Linked DNA regions of Mus musculus: region 1 is linked to region 2. Evidence: chromatin contacts called from public HiChIP or PLAC-seq data. All regions are on one chromosome and are shown on one strand. Each heading gives the region's core, a stretch centred on a gene start, on an enhancer-like site or on the middle of the called end of the contact. The rest is flanking DNA. Distances are from core to core; before and after follow the strand shown.

The links. HiChIP or PLAC-seq counts read pairs in DNA pulled down with a chosen protein or histone mark.
Region 1: a contact with region 2 is called in an H3K4me3 HiChIP or PLAC-seq map of bone marrow-derived macrophages, with 2.4 times the contacts expected there. The contact joins two enhancer-like sites. A contact is called at or near these places in 1 of 115 datasets of contacts at active chromatin or transcription factors (bone marrow-derived macrophages) and 2 of 9 other capture datasets (adipose tissue and liver).

Annotation. Positions count from the first base shown.
Region 1 is chr6:135,294,676-135,297,375 of GRCm38.p6, forward strand. All of the region lies in intron 3 of Gm36640 (a long non-coding RNA gene), which reads left to right. Among named protein-coding and RNA genes, the nearest start is that of Pbp2, 14 kb to the right of the region's middle. Within about 2 kb of position 1,381, at least 142 of the 459 cell types and tissues checked have an H3K27ac peak or open chromatin away from gene starts, as enhancers often do. A contact at or near this core is called in bone marrow-derived macrophages, where this site is marked.
Region 2 is chr6:135,227,285-135,229,984 of GRCm38.p6, forward strand. It overlaps Fam234b (family with sequence similarity 234, member B), which reads left to right. Exons shown (of 13, transcript NM_028982.4): 10 at 1,129-1,284. Among named protein-coding and RNA genes, the nearest start is that of Gsg1, 26 kb to the right of the region's middle. Within about 2 kb of position 1,322, at least 88 of the 459 cell types and tissues checked have an H3K27ac peak or open chromatin away from gene starts, as enhancers often do. A contact at or near this core is called in bone marrow-derived macrophages, where this site is marked.

The DNA of each region.
Region 1 (2,700 bases), core at 131-2,630, 67 kb after region 2:
CCACCTGTACCCTCCACCTGCACACCCCACCTGCATACTCTACCTGCATACTCCACCTACACACCCCACCTGCACACCCCACCTGCACATCCCACCTGCACTCTCCACCTGCACCCTCCACCTGCACACTCCATCTGCACACCCCACCTTCACACCCCACCTGCATATTCTACCTGCATACTCTACCTGCACGTTCCCCCAGGCCCTTGGGTACAGAGTTGTGTCCTCACAAAGGGTAATGAATTAAGCTGCCTAAACTTCGCTTAGCAAAGCAGAGAATAACACTGTATATTTAGAAAGAGTTCCATAAAAAAAAATGAAGAAGACTTAAAAGATTTGAACAGAAGATATAATCTCCATGAATTTAGAGTACGCAATAGCTCTTTCTCCACAAGCCCTAACAAACAAGGCATCAGTTACATTAGCATGACATGGTTATTAATTTTAAATCAAGAACAGTGTGCACATGTGTTATTGTCTGAAGACACAGATGTCTGCCTCACCCTTTAATTATTGCCAGCTCCTGTGTGTAGCACTATGTATTTTAGCTCAGTTAATACAGCCTGTGCTTCTTGCAGTGGGAAGACTGGGCACGGGCTTAACTGGGTTTGGTGACTGGAGGTGGCATGTTTGAGGCAGAAGGAAAGACAGAGAATGGGGAGGCACACGACCCTTTATTTTCTCTTCAGCTTCTCACAGGGCGAGCCTCATCTTGCCAGCTTCTCTCCACACCCTCCCTCCGGCTTCTCATGTGTGAAAATAAAGGTCCAAGAGGACTAGGTTTAATGGAATTAGAGAGGAGGGTGGAGCTGCCTGGGAATGTACTGAGCATTTAAAATAAAACAAAATGAAATGCCTCTTGGTTGCCAGAACAGGAAATTTCTGCCCAACTGGAAGGGCTGGTTGCTGGAACTGGAGTCCTCCAGGGGCCTTTGTGGAAGGGGCGGAGGCATGGCTGAGAGATGGTTTCTGGGGTATTCACACCTTCTACAGACAGGCTGGGGACTGAGTCAGGTACCAGGGGGCTCAGGGCAGTGAGCTCCGTCTGACTCATGCCAGGGATGAGGTCAGAACGTGGCCACCTTCCGGCAGGCACAAGAGGTCAATTGAACAGAACAGCTGACACAGAACCCAAATCAACCCAGAGCCAGCACCTCGCCTCGCTGGCGTAAGACTTTCAGTTATGTAAGATGGACAGACGGACCGATGGACAAGTAGACAACTTCGTTACTCTCCTCTTACAGATAACAAGACATGGTTTTGATATTGCTAGCTATTTTTTATTTATCTTTTGAATGCATAATTAAAACACAACTACCCACCCTGACCTGGAACCTCTCCCATAGTCAGATCCAAGGTGATTAATCAGATGCTAAAATTGGGAGAAACGCTGCATCATACCTGCATTCCTTTGCCCATTGAGTGTCAACATTCTCCATCAACTGAACATAAATATTTACTTATTTTCTTAGTGAAGGATTGGCTATTTTCCCGTTCTTCCTTTATTTCCCCTTAATAAGGAAGGACATATGCAGAAGCTTACAGCTGGACAGGCTTTTCCTCGAGGAGGCAGCCGTCCAGTTATAAGGAAGACGGACACGACTTCCTCAGGATCCCCTCCAGGCACGGGCTCTGTTCCCTGGCTCTGAGCACTCCTTGGTGGCGAGTCTGGAGCTGGCTCTAGGTACTGTGGCGTTGGAGGACTGAGATGGTGGAAAGGGGACAGTGGCTTTACCTTCTCCTACCTAGCCTTGTGCCTGTAAACCCGGTCTTGAGGGTGGGGGCGGGGAGGAGTCGGACAGATCCCTAGAGCTTGCGGAGCAGCCTTTGCTGCTTGCCTGTTTATGGGTCCACGGACTCCCACCCACGCATGCGCAATATACCATGCGCACACTCCGGCTAAGGCAGAAAAAGGAGAAGTCCGTCACATGGCTGGGCGGAGGAGCCTCATCCTGTCAGGGATTTAGTCCAGTGTCAGCATGTATAGCGAGAAGGCTGCTCTTCCAAACCCATGAGTGAAGTTTGGATAACTTTTCCCTCTGAATTTCAGCAAGAACTGCCTTTTAAAATTGTATTTATTTATTGGCGTTATTATTTGGACCCCTAAGACAGGGTCTGACTAGGTAGCCAGGCTGGCCTTGAATTCAACCACAATCCTCCTGTTTCATATTAGGAGTGCTGGGGTTGCTGGCGTAGGGCATGGAAGCAGTTGGATGGAGGAGAACCGGAAGAGGCTGGGGGAAGGAAGGGGAAAGTAAAATAAGTAGTTTATGTAAATTAAAAAAATGTATAAAACTAAATTTTAAAAATTTTAAATTAAAAAAATAGAATACGATTATTTTGTAGGGCTGGAGAGATGGCTCAGTGGATAAGAGCAACTCACTGCTCTTCCAAAGGTCCTGAGTTCAATTCCCAGCAACCACATGGTGGCTCACAGTCATCTGTAAAGGGATCTGATGCCCTCTTTTGGTGTGTCTGGAAACAGCTACAGTGTACTCATATAAATAAAATAAATCTTTAAAAAAAGATGTATTCTGTAGAAATGGAAATAAGAATGCTTCTCTTCTTTTCTGGAACTGTCTTTTTACTGAGCACTTGAAGTTAAATTCATTTCAGTTAGATTCGAAGCATGTAAGATGCTAGCCTGAAGCTTGCTTGAACATGTAGTTGTTTAGAAACAGAGAGAAAAGCCGTTACTGT
Region 2 (2,700 bases), core at 72-2,571:
TGTCCAGCCCTGGGTCGGACACTGGGAAGAATATGGGCTGGAAGCACAGTCTCTCCCTTCGGAGAACTCCAGTCTGGAGGATGGATGAATTGGAGACTCAGATCATTGCTAAAATCTGCAACAGCAGCTTTTCTAGACTAACCCAATGTTCTTTGGGGAGCCTATACTTCCAGTTAGGTGGGAGGAATCACCGTACAAAGCTGGGTGGGGAAATGGATGCCATATTCAGTACAGGCACAATCAGGTGTCAGAGAAGTCAGAACTCTGGGAGGCGTTTGCTAAAGGCAGGCAATATGGGTAGGACCTCTAAGGTTGGATTTATGCTGTGGGCAGCAAGGTGTACCAGGTTAGAAACAGTAAGACCAGAGCTCAGAGACAGAGGTGCCGCAGCAGGTTGAGAGGTGCTGAAACATGCACGGGCTGGCTCTCCATCTCGCCTTTTCTGTAAGGTTATATGTGTGTGGATGGAATGCTCTCTCTGGGAGTCATCTTTCATTCAGTTCATGTCAGAGGCAGAATTATAGAGTTTTTGTGTTCATTTGTTTTGATTTTTGAGATAGGGTTTCACCCTGTAGCTATCCTGGAACTCTTATCTGTAGACCAGGCTAGCCTTGAACTCACAGACATCTTTCCTCCACCTCCGAGTATTGGGATTAAAGGTGTGCACCACCACTGTCTGGCTCAGAGTTTTAGTTTTTAAAAATACAATCGGCCTAGATTTTATGATGACAATCAAAGCTAACCAACTGTGGGCTGAAAAATGGCTCAAAACCTGTTTGTACTGAAGCCTTGAAGACTTTCTTCTTACTATGTCTTAAAGACTACAACAACAACTATTGATTAAGCACTCATTACATCGCAGTAGTTCTTGCAGGTAATCTAGAAAATGATCTAAGTGCACATGACGGCGTGTGTAACTATGTGCAAATGCTTGCCCGTGCAAAGGGACTGGGCGTCTGGTGGCTCCATGTGTCACGTCAGGTGCTGGAGCTCAGCGCCTCACAAATATGGAGGAGGATGAATGCCCACTCTTGGGGATGTTGTTGCCTTAATGTTTGCTTGCCTGTGTCTTCTTGTCCTCTGCTCTCCTAAGGACTGGCAGTATCCTCTCTGTCTTCTCATTTGCAGATGACAGTGGTAGATGGAGGTTCTGGCTCCATCGTCTGGAGTTACAGTATTCCATGTCACATGAAGGAAACGCCAACCACTTCTGCAATTACTTCAGACCAGAAGTCTGTCTTCCTCTTCTGGGCAGAGGCACTGACTGCTGCATCTCTCAGTTCTGTGAGTGACGGGGAGGAAGGGGTAGGTGGTGGGAATGGGGGAGGGTGGACTGCTTCCCGTCTCTCTCACACAGCCATAGCTGCTGCTCTATGGAGCGTGAGAAGAAAGAGAGAGAGAGAGCTCGGGGGTGGGGGCCAGAGGAGGCCTAAGCTGAGGGGTCGGTGGGAATCATGGGTAAGAAAGCAGCCTTGACACCCAGAAGGCAGGTGTCAGTTTTTGTCTCATACTGCCGTATCTGGGTGGAGTGCGTGAGCAGGGGTGGCTTAGACAGGGTTGCCGCCTAGAATGTGGTGGAACTCAGCTATAAGCCCAGCTGACTTAGTCCAGTGGAATGCACTCCGCCTCATTTGCTATGTGCCAGATGCTGGTTCTATCTGTGGGGAACCGAGCATCAGAGGATACAGTTCTGAACCTCTGGAGAAGGCAGGGGGCCCAGGGACGGGGGAGCATAGTAGGCACACAGTTCTGAGTTTGTCAGCCGCGACCTCCCAACACGTTACTGTTCTGAGCCTTCTGTGCTTTTTTTAAACTTCCTTTTTTTAAAAAAAATATTTATTTGTTTATTTAATGTTTATGTGTACACTGTAGCTATACTGATGGTTGTGAGCCATCATGTGGTTGCTGGGAATTGAATCCAGGACCTCTGCTTGTTCCAGTCGATCCCGCTCTCTCTGGCCTAAAGATTTATTTATTATTATATCTAAGTACACTGTAGCTGTCTTCAGACGCACCTTGAAGAGGGCGTCAGATCTTATTACAGATGGTTGTGAGCTACCATGTGGTTGCTGGGATTTGAACTTAGGACCTTTGGAAGAACAGTCAGTGCTTTGAACCGCTGAGCCATCTCTCCAGCCCAAACCTCCTTCTCTTTACTCTTTAATCTATCCCCTCACTTTGATGATCAGTCTTATCTGAAGTCTAGGGTATGGATCTAACTCTGCTGTGCCCACAGTCCTGGTTTCCTTACATAATAGTGAGGGGATTGGACCAGATGGTCTTCACACGAGCTCCTGAATGTCACTCCAAGGGTGTCTTAAGAACACAGAGATCCAGATAAGAACTGTGGAGGGGGCTGACAAGATAAGATGTCCCTGTGAGTGAGTTGCCTGCCGCCATGGTTAACAACCTGAGTTTGATCCCTGGGAACCCCATGGTAAGAAAGGAAGCCTGACACCCCTCCCTCCCAGCCAGGAGTCTTCTGACCTCTACATGCACACTGCGGCACATAGCCTCCCCCCCACCCCACCCCCACACACGTCTGCACATACACACAACATATATAGATAGGTATGTGGACAAAAGAAGGCACCACGTACTGATTTCAGTTAAGGGCGATTAGGGAATGTTTCATGGAGGAAGTTGATTACATGTTAAGGTTGAGGACGGGAGGTTGTACAGGAGGGCTGTGTGGTGGAG